Linked DNA regions of Mus musculus: all the other regions are linked to region 1. Evidence: chromatin contacts called from public promoter capture Hi-C data. All regions are on one chromosome and are shown on one strand. Each heading gives the region's core, a stretch centred on a gene start, on an enhancer-like site or on the middle of the called end of the contact. The rest is flanking DNA. Distances are from core to core; before and after follow the strand shown.

Region 1 (2,700 bases), core at 138-2,637:
GCTAGAGTTCTTGATTCTCAGCCTGTTAGAGGCTTCAACAAAACTCAGGTGAGGGAGTCTGTCTTTTCTCATTGCTTGATAATTCCCCTCTCTCTATTCTGCATCACAAGGAATTTACTGTCTCCTCTTAGTTGGCTAGCAGCATCAGCAATAAATCACACCCACTCCATCTGTAATTTTGTCATTTTGAAGCAGGGTCTCACTAAGCCTTGGCTAACCTGGAACACACTATGTAGACCAGGCTGGCCTCACACTTGTAGAGATCCACTTGCCTCTGACCCAATGCTGGAATTAAAGGCTGTTGTGGGGTACTCTGAAGAGAAGACTGCTAGACATGGTTTAAGCCAATAGAAAATCTTTATTAGCTGTCCAGCAACTACACTGGGTGATGGAATCCTAGTGTAGCACTGAGCCTTTTTCCAGGTGATTTTTTAAGCACTAAAACCATGTTCCGAGTTGACACACAGTTAAAAAGAAGAGTAAACCAGAAGTGGAACTAGAGAGGCTGGAAAGCAAGGTTAGTGTGTGTTGAGACTTTCCCAGCACTATATGGACTCTGATGGACTAGGCCCTTGTTTTAGTTTGGGCAGGTGGTGCTGTCTATGTGCTGCTAAGTTTTACAGCCTCATGGTACTTCCAATGTGGAGTCAGTGTGCTAAGGTCTGGTGGCCTACTAAGGTCTATGGCCCTGTTACAAGGCCAGTGACAGCTATGCCAGACCCTTTACATTACTTCTTCACTACTTTGTGTGTGTGTGTGTACACATACATATATTATGAAATGTACATATTTACTTATTTAGTGTGTGTGTGTTTAGAGGTCAGAAGACAGCTTGTGGGAATTGATTTTCCTTCCGATTTATGGATCCTGGACATCAAACTAACGTTACCAAGCTTTACAATAAACACTTTTACCGTCGGAGGCATCTCACTGGCCTTTATGAATCTCGAGAAGACCCCGAGTTTCTGATCCTCCTCCCTCTATCTCTTTGGTGCTGGGATTATAGGCTACAACAGGGTCCGACTTTGAACTCCCTACACAGCGGAGGATAGCCTTGAACTCCTAATCCTTCTTCCTAGCTTCCCTAGGGCTGGGACGAAAGGCGTGCACCTCCAAGCCCGGCACCCCTCGGATATTCTAACTTTACCTGCTGGAATTCTCTGAGAGGTGTTCTATCTGTTCAGCCCAGCACCAGCGGCCAGAATTCGGCCGCACGTGCCCACGCCACCAGGTGTTGCCCTGGCAACTGACTGCGCTCTCAGCTCAGAGAGATGACGCCAATATCCTGCGCCAGGGCTGCGCCCTCCCATGCGGCGGCCATTGGCTGGCTGGAAGATGGACGCCTTCCCGATCCAATGGATAGCGCTGATCTTCTGAGGGCGGGACGGCGCGGAACCTGCTGAGCTGGTGGTGGAGGCGCGTGGCAGAGGTGTGCGAGAGTGGGAGCTGCAGGTGCGTGCTGGGTAGGGTGGGGTGACGGGGGGTTGTCGCATCCGCCCGGGGAGACGCGGTCCTGGGCCGGGCTGTGCGTCTCTGCGCAGCTCTCCACGTGGATTTCCAGAGATCTATTCAACCACCCACCTACCCATTTACCCCTGTTGATACAGGCGACCACTTAGCCATTCGTCCACTCCTCCGTCTACTTAAACGTCCATCCACTCCTCTACCCAATTATCCATCCGTCCACCCACCTATTCATCCAGGCACCCACCCATCCATTCATCTATATCCTTCATCCACCCACCCACTTATTCATGCACCCAACAGTCCTTCCATGTATCCATTCTTACAAGTTGGGTGTGGTGGTACACAGCTGTGGTCTCAGTATCCTGAAGGCTGGGACTGAAAAAAATTGCCGCTAGCTCGGTCTAGCCATGTCTTCTAAATGAGACTCCGTTCAAAAAAAAAAAAAAAAAAAAAAAGATTCTTTGGGTTCCTTTTCTGTATCGGTGTCACTCAAGGCTCTGGGAAGAAACGGGGGCCAGAATAAGAATCCCAGATCTAGGGAGCCCAGGTTTTTGACTGTAGAAGATCTCTTACTAATGGTCTTAGGTACCATGGAGATAATTTAAGGGAGTCTTGTTCCTTCTTTGAGCTTGCTGAGGCATAGTCTTTCTGGTTTCTGCTGCTGCACTGTGTACCCCAGGCTTACCCCCCTGTCTCTGCCTTCCATCTCACCATAGGAGAGACGAGACGACAGATTCACACACTGCATCCAGCTTTTTATGTAAGTCCCAGGAATCGAACTCATATTATCAGGCTTGTTCGGCAGGTGCTTTTACCCACTGAGAACTCCTAGCCCTCTGTCTTCTTATTTCCTTGCTGCATGAAGCAGCAGTCAGTGCCTCTGGATTTCATTTCCTAAAGGACTAGTGACATTGGGCATCTTTTCATGTTCTTCACTGTTTGTTCAAGACCTTTGCCCATTCTAGAGTTTGCAGTGTGTGTGTGTGCCAGAGGTCAACTTTAGGTGGTCCCCAGCAGCCATCTACCTTGTATGTGACAGTGGACTCGACAGGCTAGGCAGGGACGGAACTCAGGTCTTCAGGCTTAGTGGCAAGCGCCTTTACCTGCTGAACCATATTGCTTTCTCCCCCTCCCCCACCACTTCTTTTGTTTGGTTTTTGTTTTGTTTTTTGAGAGAAGGTTTCTCTGTATAGCAAGCCCTGGCTGTCCTAGACTCCCTTTGTATACCAGGCT
Region 2 (2,700 bases), core at 16-2,515, 2.5 Mb after region 1:
ATGAGGAAACAGGACCAACCCCCACGACCCCTGCCCTCTCCCGCTGGAATTTCTCCCATGGGTCCCCCCACTCACCCGTACAGTGTAGTTAAAGAACTCCGCAGACTGCAGAAAACGCCGGTACCCCTCTGTCTCTGCCGTAGCCACAGTGATCACCAGCAATTTGTCTGTCATAGCCAGAGAACTGGCACTTAAGACACGGCTTAGTGTCCCACGTGTTTATCCCTCTGTATCACCCCCGACACACACACACACACACACACCTCCATATTACTTCACTAAAGTTCTTTCAGCACATTTGATCTCCAGAAGAGTCGGGTGAGAGTAACATACACGAATGGGGGCTGGGGTGTTCCTGTCTGTCTGGGGAGCCTGGAACCCCAAGTTCTGCATGAGAGGCTAATGCACTGGGAAGGCTGGACACTCCCTTCCAGGCTGGCGGACGTGTCGACCCTGCCCACTGGCCGCCCGGGTTCTCACCTGGGTTGACAGCATTGGCGCCCCGGGGTCGATCGGAGGCAGAAGTTACGGGGGGCAGCGGCGGCAGCAGCAGCAGGAGCAGGAGCAAAAGCCGGGGTTCCGGGCCTGCCGCAGCCATGGCTAGCAGCACGCTTAGGCTACACCCAGGCCCGCACCGGCGCTGAGCTGAGCGCCTGGATTCCGACGCCCCGGGAAGATTCTGGGAAAAGGGGAAACCGAGCCCGCTGAGAGGAGGAGCTGTGCTCGGGACTCCGCCCTGGAAAAAAGGCGTAACCCGAGGCCACCGAAAACCCGAGATGCAGACGGCGAGACAAGGCAAGGATTGTCCCGCGGGCGCGGGCTGGAGGGTGGGGAGGAGCCGAGGGTCCGGTCCTGGGCACTGCCTGACTCACACCGGAGCAACCGAATCCCCCCGGGAGGGGAAGTGACCTTTTGAGGAGGGTCCAGGCGACGCGGGGGCGGGTCTTGACCACAAGTCTGACCCGGAGGAACACAGGACAGCAAGGCCTGGGGTGGCGCGCGGCGGGGGCGACGGGCCCGGAGGGGCCGGGAAGCCGGAGGCGGGATCGCGCGGACATCCTCGTGGGTCTGGGTTCAACAAAGCCACCGAACCTGCCTATCCTGTCCCGCAGCGCGGGGACACGCACCGGGGATGCAAAGGGCACAGGGACAAGAGCGCTCCCCTAAAGACCACCCACGCCAGTTTTTAAAAAGTGACCATTTGCAGGCGGCTCTCAGATTTTTTTTTTTGGGTAACCACAATGCGACCGGAATTAGGTTTGCCCCTATCAAAGATGGCGGAAAGCGAAAGCTTGCTGATCTCCAAGGGAACATCACGTAATGACTTCAAGCGGGAGGGGAAAGACTGCGCACGCGTATGTGTGCACGCCACCGGAAGGGGTGTGCTCAGAGCAAGGGTCGGTGGTTAGTACGCGTGCGCAGTAGGCTCTTCTGTCAACTGTGTTGCGCCAATGGTGGAGAAGAAACCCGCCGGTATGTGAGCCTTGAGTGGTTCGCCCTTTTGTGCTTCCCAAGTTCAAATTCAGCCTAACATCTCCCCGCCTAGCTTTTCACGTCAATTACCTTCGCTCAGTGTTGGGGCAGTCTCGGAACCATTAATTCGTGTTTTGTGACTGCTTGCTTCAGCAGACGTTGGGGATGGAGAGGATGTGTTGTCTCTCCAAAGCCCGGGTGCTATGAGCAGTGGTACTCACCTCGGCTTCTGGATTGTTTTGCTTTTGTTTTTTTTTTGTTTTTTGTTTTTTTCTTCGAGACAGGGTGCGTACCCTTGGCTGTCCTGGAACTAGCTCTGTAGATTAGGCTGGCTTGGAACTCACAGAGATCTGCCTGCCTCTGCCTCTACACTGCTGGGATTAAAGGCGTGCGCCACCATCGCCCCACTTTCCTCCAGCTTCTGGATGTTGGATGGAGGGAACAGAGAAACTTAGGAAATCAAAGGGCTTGGCTTTGGGTACTACACAAACACGTGCACACACACACACGAACATACACACTTCATTCCTTCCTTTCTCTCTTTTTTTAATGTAGCCTAGGCTGCCTATGTAAATTAGGCTGGACCTCAGCCTCTTGGTGTCCTGTAGTCCTGAAGTCTGTGGTTTGGGGGAGTTCTGGTTTGAGACTGGCATGTTATGGGAAACCCAGCACCAGGAATGGGCAGGTGAGATGGTGCATGCAGTAGGTAAAGTTGCTTGCTGCCAAGCCTGACTACTTGAGTTCAGTCCCCAGGATCCACATGATAGGAGAAAAGGCTTCCATACAGTGTCCTCTGATCTCTGCACGTGTACTGCAACACCTACATGTGCACAGAAACACTCAGAATAAATGCACTTTTTGAAGAAAGATAGAAATACAAGAAAAAGAGGTCAGAGATGAGCCCCTGCTGATAGGGTGTTGTCCAGCATGCCCAAAACTCTTGCTCCATCCCCAGCATCACATAAGCCTGGTGTGGCTGTGCACAGGAGGTCATCCCAGGCCAGCCTGGGCTTCCTGAGATCCTATTGAAGGTTGTGGGGGTGAGAAAGGGACAGGCCAAAGAGCGCTATCAATTAAAGAAAAAGGACAGGCAGAAGCAGCCTCGAGAGCAAGAGAGGAGACAAAATGTCGGGATAGGAAATATATCCAACAAGATAGGGGGACATCTGGGAGCCACACTGGGGAGACTTTTAGTCCAAGGAAGGTAGTCGGTGCAGTCACAGGGCA
Region 3 (2,700 bases), core at 160-2,659, 2.2 Mb after region 1:
CAGGTGCAGGGGACCCTCATGGACGGACGGGTGTGGCCCCTTCGGGAGCTTGCAAGTTATAAGAAAGCACAGCCCAAGCCTCTCCTGGGTTAGCCAAAGCCTTCTGGGGAGTGGGTTGGGCATTCAAGGTATCGGGAGTCCCAGGTTCTGAAGGCATCTTGGAATCTTGTCCAGTCGACACCTTGCCCCACCCTGCTCCGCCTCTCTTCTTTCTGGTACGGCCGGTTGGTACCCGTTTGCTTTACATCAACCGCACCCCTCTCGCCTGACTCCAGCCAACTGTCTCACTCGCCCCTTGTGGGGCTCACCAGAACTCAAGCCCCTATTGCATCCCCATATTGCAATGCCCTCCACTGCCAACCGGGAGCAGTAGAGACCAAGAAGAGGCCAGAGCTCCCCGCCCGAGCCTTGGTGTGGGGGTATCTGGAGAATCGTGAGCATCGCAGAGGGGGTTGAAGGGCGAGCCAGGACGTCTGTGTTCCGGGAGCTCCGGAGATCCCCGTAGCAAAGGCAGGGGCGCTATTTTGGGGGCAACAGCTGCTGTAGTTCCGGCGTCTCCAGCCAAGAGATCAAAATTCCCCGGGTCGGAACTACCCCCTCCGGGTGTTCACCCATCACCCAGCCAGTTCTGGTCGCCTGGATCTGGGGATAGTGGCGTTGTTGGAGATTAACCAGGAAACCCGAGTGGGGCTAATTATAACTCGGGGCTTCCGCTGAGCCTCCTTTTAGAGGGAGGGTGGGAGGGTGAGAGGGAGGGAGGGAGGGAGGGAGGGAAAGAGAGAGACAGAGACACATAGAGAGAGACAGAGTCAGAGAGAGAGAGAGAGAGAGAGAGAGAGAGAGAGAGAGAGAGAGAGAGCGCAGGAGGGGTCCTGGAGCTGGCAAGGGGCTCAGCTGGGTAGGGACGTTGGGGTCGCGGCCCTCGGGATGGGGGGTGGTGCATTCGGGATGTCAGTAACCTGCGCAGTTTGGGCTCCGCCCCAAACAGGGGGCGTCTTCCAGTGTCCCCAGACTTTGAAGAGAGTGGGGAAGGGGCCTTCAGGGGGTCCCTGCAGGAAGGGAGCGCAGAGGCAGCGGCCGGCCCAGCGAGCATCATCAGTAAGTATGCAGCGGCTAGCGGGAGTTTCAGAGGAGTGCGAGGCAGTGGAGGGGCCCCTCTAGGCAGGCCCCACGGGGCAGGAGGTGCAGTAGGAGCTCTGTTGGGGGGCTTCGATCGTTCCAGGATCGCACGTTTCCCCCGGGATGCGGATTGGTCCCGACTCGGTGGAGGGTCCTGGGTGGGTTGGGAGACTCACCTGAGGCGGCCAAGCCGGGCCGGGTCGGGCCGCGCCGGGAGCTGGAGGCGGCCAATGTTCCCCGGCGCAGGCTGAGCCGACAGTGACAGCCGCCTCCGGCCCCCCGCACACACCCCTCCGGGCCGCACGGCGCCCCCGCCCGCCCACTGTCTCCGCCCCCGCCCCTCCCCGCTCCCCCGGGCTGCCACCTCCCCTCCTCCCTCCCTTCAAGCCCCGAGACCCCGGGGAGCGGGAGCCCAGACACACTCCAGTGGTAGATTCAGACAGACCGACAGACCCGCAGACCCGCAGCGGCGGGGCAGACACCCACGTGACAGACGGACCGCAGCCTGCGGAGACACCAGACACCGTTCACGCAGGCGACAGTCTCCTGCGGTGACAAGTCACAGACAGACCGGTCGCCTTTCACGGACGGAAGGACACACTGACAGCTCTAATCCAGAAAGATCAGAGGCCTAATATTTGGCATCTGTAACCAGGACAAAGCTTGGGGCAGGGTAATAAGAGAAGAGACACGAGAAAGCCTGACTGAGGACCCCCTTCAGCTGACACTGGTAGAAAAGATGACGTGGGACATCTCTGTGGAGACGAAAGAACACCTGTAGGAACAAATAACAGAAACACAGGCTCTCCCTTATAGGAAAAGACCCCTGTGGGCAAGAAGAGGTGACACGGGGACAGCTGAGAAGCCAGACCACATAGTGGCAAGCAGAAGGCTGTGGGGAGATGCTACAATGCACTCTGCTGCAGCTCTGGAAACTTCCGGAACCCCCGAGGGTGGGCTTGAGCTAATTCCCCTGACCGGTGACCTCCGGCTGTCATCACAAGGGTCCGGCTGGTCCATGACATCACCGGGCCAAGCTTTCATTGGTTGTTGTGGCTAGCAGGTGGGAGCGGCCTACACTTGGAGCCCCCAGCCTGTTTGGGAGTCCCTTAGACCACACGCCCAGCCTTCTAGGGAGTCTCCCACCTAGCTGCACCTTAGTGACTGTGGGAAGTGTGCAGTTTTGTGCCCACGCGAGATCACTACATGAAAGAGACAACTGGCTCACGGGGTGGGTGGGGGCATCTGGCTCTGGAGCCTGCGGGCCGCTGCTGCGTGGGCGACTGGCCTGCACGCGAGAGCGTGGGGACGTGCGTGCGCGCACGCGATATGGGGCGCTGCGTGGATCTATGGGGGGTAGGGGGACACGTGCACGCATGCTCGCTGTGGACGCCGGGAGCTTTCCCTCGAGCCCCAGACACTCATCACTCATCAGTCACTTCCTCCGAGCAAGGGGCAAAGGCGCGCTGTCTTGCAAAAGGCTGGTCCCCAGAAGATACCAGCGCAGAGTCCAACCTCTCCCAGATATGCGATTTTCATCTCTCCAAACTGCGACATCCCCCCCGCCCCCCCCCCCCGCCC
Region 4 (2,700 bases), core at 184-2,683, 2.1 Mb after region 1:
GCACTTGCTGCTCTTGCAGAGTACCCAGATTCCGTTCCCATCACCTACATGGTGGTTGACAATCATCCGTACCTATACTCCCATGGGATCCAGCACCCCTTCTAACCTTTATGGCCACTAGGCACGCACGTGGTACACATACATACATGAGACAAAATACTCACATTTAAAAAAAAAATCTAAAGAAAAAAAGCTTCCCATCTTCAGTTCCCTAATCTAATACAACCACAGTAGTAGAACGTGCACTCACAGAATGGTTATGCATATTTAATACAATACCGTGTGAGGGGAAAAATGAATATGTATGTATTGGACTAAAGAGTCAATATGTTAAGGCTTCGTATGTACTATAGCATCACTTAGTGTGCTTGAGGCTCTGTGTTTAATCTCGGGGTGGGTGGGGGCAGTGCTCTTTTAGGAAAATAAATATTTGCATCAGGCTGTGCTGTTACTTATCTGTAATCCCAACACATGGGAGGTATAGGCAGGAGGATCAGAAACACGAAGTCTTCTTCAGCTATGTATTGAAATGGGGCTAGCCCGGTCTACATAAAGAGCGCCCCCACCCATGCCCCCTGCGAGTATACACGGTTAGTTCATCTCTCAACTGCTCTCCTTGAAGGGATGTCTTTTTTAAGTCCCGTTTTATAGATGAGGAAGCGTCGTTGGTAAGACCTGTAAGGGTTGAAGTTGGAGTTTTGGGGTCACAGATAAAGGATTTTTTTTTTCTTTTTTCGAGACAGGGTTTCTCTGTAGCCCTGGCTGTCCTGGAACGCACTCTGTAGACCAGGCTGGCCTTGAACTCAGAAATCCGCCTGCTTCTGCCTCCCAAGTGCTGGGATTAAAGGCATGCGCCACCACTGCCCAGCTCACAGTTACAGGATCTTAGGCACAAAAGCAAGCAGGGTTACCTGCTTATTTACCCGGACCTGAGTCGGGATGGAGGATCACGGCTCCCTCCCGTGGCCGAAGAGAAGAGCGCAGCCTGCGAGCTGAAACTGGACGAGGAGGGGGTCTCCTCTGAATGTGAAAGGGACCAGGCTGGAAGCCCGAGGCACTCTGGGTCTCCCGAGAAGCTGAAATAGTACGACTCCGGCAGGCGCCGACCGACGTCGCTCTCAGTTCCCAGGTGTGTACCTGAGTCAGGTGCCGCGGTTCCGCCCACTCCACTTTTCCGCAGTCGCCACGCGCCCCTTTCAGATATTCCTGGGGGCGTCCTGGAGCTCGGAGTGCAGTCAGACCCTCACCATGGGCATCTGCTAGCATCCTGGCAACGGGGGGCTCTGAGGATCGTGACCCACTACCTTGCAAAAGACACCCGAGACGCACGTGGAACGGTTTGGCTTGCAAGGCAGCGTACGAGAGTGTGGGCGGGGCTTGAGTGTAGACCACACCTTTGAGGCGGGGCTTGAATCGGGACCAATGGGACGCCTTGCTGGGGAGGGCAGGCTCCGGGCCTGACATCCCGGTAGCCCGCTTGCTTTTTCCGGCTCCCTCGCCCCCTCGGTTTATAGCGGAGCCCCACAGGCGCGCTGGGATCACACCGGAGCAGCTTCATTCCTAGGTGGTGAGTGAGCACCCTGCGGCACCCAGATGCAGGGTGCACTTGGCCGGCTGGAGCCAGATGCCTGTCCCCCCCGCCCCCCCCCAGGCATCCAGTTACTGAAGCAAGTGGACAAGAGCGGGTGGGTGGGGGAGGAGGACCCTGGGGATCCTGTGTGGCTGATGCTAGGCTGCCTGCATTTGTGTTTGGACAATTGATGGCTCTGTTTGGATTGATAGAGTTTGGAGGGCTCATTGTAGAGATTAGAAAAATCTGGTCAGGATTGAGATGGGTTGAGGGACAGGGGTGATACAAGGTGGAGCTTTGAGAGCTTTGAAAGTTTCTTATTGCCCATGTGTGAGGTGCTGTATTGAGGGTACTCGACAGGAGCAGCATAGGACTTGGGAGGAGGTGTTTACTGGTAATAGCTAACTTCCCTTTGAGGAGATCTTCTTCCCCTCTTGTTGCCAATTAAGGCGAGACCTATTTGACAAGGGGATCTGTGTCCCTTTCGCAGACTCACTGCTACCCCTAGTTTCAGAGGCACGGAGGATGACACGGTCCCTAAGAACTGAAAGGGACCCTGATTATTTAAACACCAGGGTCCGAGAGTGGGGAAGTTGCTGGGACAGTTTTGAGTTTCTGTGCCCTGTGTGTGTGTGTGTGTGTGTGTGTGTGTGTGTGTATCCTTTGCAACTCTCCTTTTGAGGAAACTGAGTGTTTAATTAGGGTTTTGTTTAGGGAGAGAGGGTCTGTGGTATTGCTATCCAGCCACTAAAACCTCTTTTTACAGGTCTCCTAGCCCTTTTGTGGCTTCCTCTGCTGGCGTTCAGCAATGGCCAGCGAGAGCTCCCCTCTTTTGGCCTACCGGCTTCTGGGGGAAGAGGGGGCTGCCTTCCCTCCCAATGGAGCTGGAGTATCTGGAGTGCCATCATCCCGCAAGCTCTCCACCTTCCTGGGTGTGGTGGTGCCCACGGTTCTGTCCATGTTTAGCATAGTCGTGTTTCTGAGGATTGGTGAGTAGAGGAGGGAATTATTGGGAAGGGGCTAAGGCTAGGGATGGACCCTAGTACATGTGGTCAGATGGAGGGTAAGGCCCCTTGAGGCCTTGTGTGTGGCTCTGCTGTGGGACTGTGCTGGCCAGTGGGATGGGGGGA
Region 5 (2,700 bases), core at 21-2,520, 2.4 Mb after region 1:
TCCAAATAATCACATAATAGGTGTATACCAGCACATCCAGTTTGGTACACACACACACACACACACACACACACACACACACACACACACACACACACATATTCCTCCATAGCCCCAAAACTGGTCATGACCTCTTGCTCTTCCTGCCTCAGCCTCTGCAGGGCTGGGATTGTGACTTGCCTCACCACACCCAGTTCTGGAATCCCACTCTTGCTTGCTTGACAGAGCCACACTGTGTAGTCTAGGCTGGCTGTAGCCTTCTGGCTATGGGGATTACACCACACCCCTTTAATACTATAAGATTCTCTTCATTTCTTCCCCTTTCTCCTTAATTTACAATTTCCTCCCATTCTTTATATTCCTGTTACAGTATTCCCATTTTCAACAATTTTTTTATCCCTGATTTTTATCCCTGGTTTAGTTTTTTTTTAAGATTACATTTTACAAGTGTATTTTGTGTTGCCTGTGACCATGTCTGTCTGTCTGTGTGTGTGTGTATATATGTGTGTGTGTGTGTGTGTGTGTGTGTGGTGTATACAAGCTAGGGTGCTTGCTTATACAGAGGTCAGAGGACAATTTGCAGGAGTCAGTTCTTTCTTTCCACCTTGTGGGTTTGGGGAAACATCTTTACAATCCGAACCATCATATCTGCACTGTTTTGTGTCACTTTTGTTGTTGTTGTTGTTGTTGGAGACAGGCTCTCTGTGGCCTTGGGTGGTCAAGACCGTGCCATGTAGCTGCAGCTGAACTCCTGTCTCTGCCTTCCAAGTGTAGAGATCACAGGATACACCACCACACCTGCCTTGTTTGCTTTGGGGACAGGATCTTGCTTGCTCTGGAACCCTGAGCTGTCCTTGAACTCTTTATTCTCCTAGCCTACCGGTCTCTATTTCCCTCATCCTGCCCATCACCACCCTCTGACTGATGTTTTCCACATCATTCCTCCCAACTTCTTCATCAGCTCCAAAGATCGTGCATACACCTCTCACCCTTTTCCCGCCTTTTTCCCCCACAAATGCTCCAAAGCTCGAAGTCCTCATTGTCCTCTACCCCCTCCCTTCCCATCCTCCAATCAACCCACCAAGACAGCCCTGTTACCATGACGACCAGGCTTTTGCAAAACTGAAGTCAAGGACCTGGTTGCCATGGTTTCCGCTTCTCCGCCTCCAGCCCCGCCTGCGCGCCGGATGAGATGGGGGTGGGTCGCTGCAGCGTTGGCGCCTGCGCAATGCGTCCGTGCTTGGAGCCGGCGAGGCCTTGGGGCGGGGCTTCAAGCGGAGAGGGAGGGAAAAGAAAAGAATCCGACTGGGAGTGGAGCTGGCTTCTACGGTGGCCGGAGAGGGACGCACCGGGCTGGAGGCTGCAGGATGGTAGGCTGTGAGGAGAGGGAGGGGACGGGGACCCGAGGGGCGTGGGCTGTACCTGCAGGGGTCCGGAGGGGGGCTGCCCTTTGTGGGAGTCGCCCTGTCTTCCCTGTGGTCCGCAAAGGATCCACTTCCTGGAGCTGCTGGAGAGAGCTGACCTCGGAAGCTGGAAATGGCACTAGGGACAGGGGTTGGGAGGAGTCTTGCTGGTTAGGAGAGAGGGGACTAGAGCTGAATGGTGGCGGGACTGTCCCGAGCCTGGAGAAGCGCTCGGGACTCTGGGAATCTTTAAGACCCTCCCAGGCACTGCCGCAGGGAAGGCACGAGGTTGGGGCGCCGGGGTCACTCGGGATGGTTGCAGGTCGCCGAAACCCCTTCCCTTGAGGCCCACACTGGAGCATGGCCCATGGAGAGCTCGGTGTGGGAGGGAACAGTTTCCGGGTCTCTGGAGTGAACCTCCTGTCTCGCTTCCTTGACAGCTCACCCGGAGTTCTGGCTCAGGTGGGCTCTAGGGTTTGCCGTCGGGGACCTAGGCTCTGGAAGACTCCCTACTTTGGCAATCCCAGCTCTCCACCCTCTCCGGGGCATTTTCTTTTCCGGAACCCAGGCCTTCCTGCTGTAGCTGTCACCTCCTTTTCTTAACTACACAGGACTCCCTCAGTTCTTCACCTTCCCTATCCCCCCCACCAACAGTACTTACTTCTAGCTTCTGGGGTGTTGTTTTCTTTTAACTTAACCTGCTAAACTGGAAGTGTGGGACACACACAGATATCCCAACCCGGGCCATGTTCTCAGAGCTGTTTGCTGGGAATTGAGTTCAGGATATGGAATGAGGAACCTCTGCAACTGGTAATAAAACTAGGGCCATGCGGGAAGCAGTGAGGACTCTGCTTGCTAGTTATTCCACAGACATTCCCTAGGAGAGCCCTCCAGGGTGACTATGCCCCTGTCTGAGGGACCCAGTGATCAGTCACCTGATGTCTCAGAAGAAAGGTCAGGCCTTAGAGTGCACACCTGTAACCTGGTACTCAGAGGTAAGAAAAAGGGAGATCAGAAAACCAAGGGCAGCCTTCGCTACTTAGGGAATTGAGATCAGCCTGTGCTACATGAAACATTGTCTCACAAAAGAAAGACAGAAAAGAGGGCCAGAGAGACGGCTCAGCTTGTCCGGGTGGCTGATAACCTGAGGTCATTCCCAGGAGCCATGTGGTGGAAGGAGGGGACTGACTCCTCCTCTGACCTCTGCATGTAAGTGATGGCACGTGGGTGCCCCACACATACGTGTAAAAGAATATAAAAGAACGCTTTAAAGAAACTGGAAGCCGAGCGTGGTGGC
Region 6 (2,700 bases), core at 133-2,632, 2.2 Mb after region 1:
AGCATTCTATCATTGAGCTGTACGACTCTCATTGCTTCCCTCCTCTTCCTCCTCTACTTCTTTCTTGAGACGGGGCCTTCTTTCTCTGTGTAGCCCTGCCTGGCTGGCCTGGAACTCCCTTTGTAGACTAGGTTGGCCTCCAACTCAGAGATCTGCCTGCCTCTGCCACCAGAGTGCTGGGATTAGAGGTGAGCGCCACCATGCTCCCATCTTCTTGAATTACGTGTGTATGAGCTGGTTGCAAGACTTAAATCCCAGTACTCAGGAGGCAGAGACAGGAAGATCTCTCAGTCTGAGGCCAACCTAGTCTACAAGGGGAGTTCCAGGCCAGCCATGGGGTACACAGAAACCTTGTTTTGGAACAAAATGATGAGTATATGTATCTGTGTATCAGTGTGTGGGTGTGTGTGCATCTGAGTGCAGTGCCCTTGCAGACCAGAAGAGGTGTCAGTTCCCTAGGCACTGGAGTTAACAGTCTGTGAGCAGCCAGCCACATGGGAGCTGGGACTCCAACTCTGATTTTCTGCAAGACCAGGAAGTGCTCTTACACACTGGACCGGCCTCTTTGGAAAATGTTTTTGAGAAAGGGTTTTAGAAAATTGTCAAGGCTGGCTTTGAACTCATTTTGCAACCCCTGAATTTGATTCTGCTTTGACTTACTGAGTAACTCGGGTTACGCCTGTGCCAACGTAACTGTCTGCTAAGTTTTTAAAATGCCCCCTTGTAAATACACCTTATTAGATGCTGGGATTTTTCATTCTTTTCTGGGAGCAAGACAGTGGCATGCTCCCTTGTTTAGCTTAGTATTCTATTCATGGAAAAGGGCTTACTGTTATCTTAGGGATTTCAACTGGAAACTAGTGGATCCTGGTGGTTGTTTCCAGACTGCAATGTAAAGACTCCCATTAAAGAACTGGGCATTAAGATCGAGGTTTACACTTTTGCATGAGTATTAGGCTCCTCTGTCCAAGACAAGCAGGAAGAACGCATTTTATAAGTAGCACATACTGTATTTTTTTGCAGGAGAAAATGGTGGGAGGAGATGCCTCTAAAATGGTTGCTTCTATGAATTATTCCCTAGACATCCATCGTCCCCAAACCCCTCGATAGCAAATCCGCCCTTGAGGAGGTCAAGAGGTGCCCCAGCCCAGGGCTATTGCAAAGCAACCTTTGGATGCAAACTAGCTCCTACCCAGGATACCTTACGGGAGTGACACTTAACTTCTCCAGTGCCCTCCTTTTCAAGTAGGCACGAGCACGTTCAGAAGGCCTGGCTTGGCCCAGCTCAACTTCCGTAGCTCCGAGAAGCTGGGGCGATTTTGTCGCAAAACCACGCGAGACTTCCGCGTCTCCACCCTCTTCCCGTCATTCTTTTAATCTCGGAGTTTTAGTTTGGTCCGGGGGTCTTGTTTTGTAGTTGGAGGCCGAGCTCCGGGAGTGACGTAGGACGCGCGCGCGCCTCCTTGCCCCCCCCCCCCCCCCGCGGTCCCGCTCTTCTCTTCCCCTTCGTCTCCGGGCTGAGAATCCCAGCGTCTCCTTCCAACCCTCTTTGTGGTCCATTGTCGCTCGTTCCGGTCCGCCCGGAAAACAAGCCCGCCGGCGCGCGCTTCCAACGGCCCCGACCGCTGCCAGGTGGGGGAGGGGAAGGAAAGGCCCGGGCGGCGGGATTGCGAGGAGAGGACCGTGCCCGGGGGCTTCGGGGGTGGACGAGGGGGAATCCGTGGGGACAGTGAAACTGTCGGAGCGATCGCCCTGCCCGGGATGGCAGGCCGGCCTCGGCGGGAGGGAGGCGGGCGTGCTGTCCCCGGGGGATTGTCCCTCCTCTGGTCCTTGTTCATCATCACCGTGTCTACCCGCCGCCGGGCCCCAGGCCTCCTCTGACAGCACCATGGGTGACAGTGATGATGAATACGACCGAAGACGCAGGGACAAATTTCGAAGAGAGCGCAGCGATTATGACCGTTCCCGGGAAAGGGATGAAAGACGGCGAGGGGACGATTGGAATGACCGGTGAGACAGTATTAACGTCCATACCCCGCCCCGTACAACCCTTCCGCGCCACAATTTTTCTTTTCGTTTCCTTTTTTGTCTTTACCTTACAAAATCTTATTAGGATGCAGTTTACCGTTGAGCCATTTCTGTAGTTTCAGTCTATTCACCGTTGGCTCAGATTTTGAGCTTTTAACCAAAGTGACGGTCAGTATTAGTGCTGGACAGGAGCTCCGCACAGCTGGTTGGACTGCATCTTCCGTGCAGGCTACATAGGGAGACACAATCTCAAATCCAAATATTAAGAAAGCACAAACTGACCAAAGTGAGATTGGCCCGAAACTCTTTAGGTAGCTCAAGATGACATTAAACTTCTGAATTAAGGAAGTATTCTACCACATCCTGTTTAAGAGTTTTTTGAAAGGATTTTTAAAACAGGTAATTGAGATAAGAAATGTGCAAGTGCATTTCTTCTTTTATATAATAAAACGTTCATGGGGGTTTGCTTACATTATGTCTATGCACCTCATTCGTTCCTGGTGCCCGAGGAGGCCAACAGAAGGCTTTAGATCCTCTGGGAAATGGGCAGGAAAGATGGTTGTGAATTGCTTTGTGGGTGCTGGGACTCAAAGCCTAGTCCTCCGCAAGAGGAGCCAACCAAGAGTGGTTAAAAGGAGTGCATTTAACTACTGAGCCAGCTCTCTACCTCTC

What was found. Promoter capture Hi-C pulls out the DNA fragments that hold promoters and counts their contacts.
Region 2: a contact with region 1 is called in a promoter capture Hi-C map of liver, with 3 times the contacts expected there. The contact joins the promoter of Plod3 here to the promoter of 3110082I17Rik in region 1. A contact is called at or near these places in 3 of 39 promoter capture datasets (liver and pre-B cells).
Region 3: a contact with region 1 is called in a promoter capture Hi-C map of pre-B cells, with 2.2 times the contacts expected there. The contact joins the promoter of Ache here to the promoter of 3110082I17Rik in region 1. A contact is called at or near these places in 4 of 39 promoter capture datasets (cranial neural crest, hippocampal neurons, liver and 1 more).
Region 4: a contact with region 1 is called in a promoter capture Hi-C map of second pharyngeal arch cranial neural crest. The contact joins the promoter of Slc12a9 here to the promoter of 3110082I17Rik in region 1. A contact is called at or near these places in 2 of 39 promoter capture datasets (hippocampal neurons and second pharyngeal arch cranial neural crest).
Region 5: a contact with region 1 is called in a promoter capture Hi-C map of hippocampal neurons, with 3 times the contacts expected there. The contact joins the promoter of Ap1s1 here to the promoter of 3110082I17Rik in region 1. A contact is called at or near these places in 3 of 39 promoter capture datasets (3T3-L1-derived adipocytes, cranial neural crest and hippocampal neurons) and 1 of 484 Hi-C or Micro-C datasets (B cells).
Region 6: a promoter capture Hi-C map of liver shows a contact between it and region 1, with 4 times the contacts expected there. The contact joins the promoter of Srrt here to the promoter of 3110082I17Rik in region 1. A contact is called at or near these places in 4 of 39 promoter capture datasets (cranial neural crest, hippocampal neurons and liver).

Annotation. Positions count from the first base shown.
Region 1 is chr5:139,459,221-139,461,920 of GRCm38.p6, reverse strand. It overlaps 3110082I17Rik (RIKEN cDNA 3110082I17 gene), which reads left to right and starts at 1,387. Exons shown (of 5, transcript NM_028469.3): 1 at 1,387-1,452.
Region 2 is chr5:136,985,584-136,988,283 of GRCm38.p6, reverse strand. Plod3 (procollagen-lysine, 2-oxoglutarate 5-dioxygenase 3) reads right to left here and starts at 1,265. Exons shown (of 19, transcript NM_011962.3): 1 at 481-1,265; 2 at 76-167. The coding sequence starts at 598. It overlaps Znhit1 (zinc finger, HIT domain containing 1), which reads left to right and starts at 1,380. Exons shown (of 5, transcript NM_001310747.1): 1 at 1,380-1,473. The coding sequence starts at 1,452.
Region 3 is chr5:137,286,963-137,289,662 of GRCm38.p6, reverse strand. Ache (acetylcholinesterase) reads right to left here and starts at 1,409. Exons shown (of 5, transcript NM_009599.4): 1 at 1,296-1,409. Gm42456 (a long non-coding RNA gene) reads left to right here and starts at 1,019. Exons shown (of 4, transcript XR_003955815.1): 1 at 1,019-1,098.
Region 4 is chr5:137,332,315-137,335,014 of GRCm38.p6, reverse strand. It overlaps Slc12a9 (solute carrier family 12 (potassium/chloride transporters), member 9), which reads left to right and starts at 1,433. Exons shown (of 14, transcript NM_031406.3): 1 at 1,433-1,567; 2 at 2,337-2,559. The coding sequence starts at 2,379.
Region 5 is chr5:137,044,678-137,047,377 of GRCm38.p6, reverse strand. It overlaps Ap1s1 (adaptor protein complex AP-1, sigma 1), which reads left to right and starts at 1,270. Exons shown (of 5, transcript NM_007457.3): 1 at 1,270-1,370. The coding sequence starts at 1,368.
Region 6 is chr5:137,306,356-137,309,055 of GRCm38.p6, reverse strand. Srrt (serrate RNA effector molecule homolog (Arabidopsis)) reads left to right here and starts at 1,382. Exons shown (of 20, transcript NM_031405.2): 1 at 1,382-1,632; 2 at 1,871-2,010. The coding sequence starts at 1,889. It also overlaps the pseudogene Gm43013.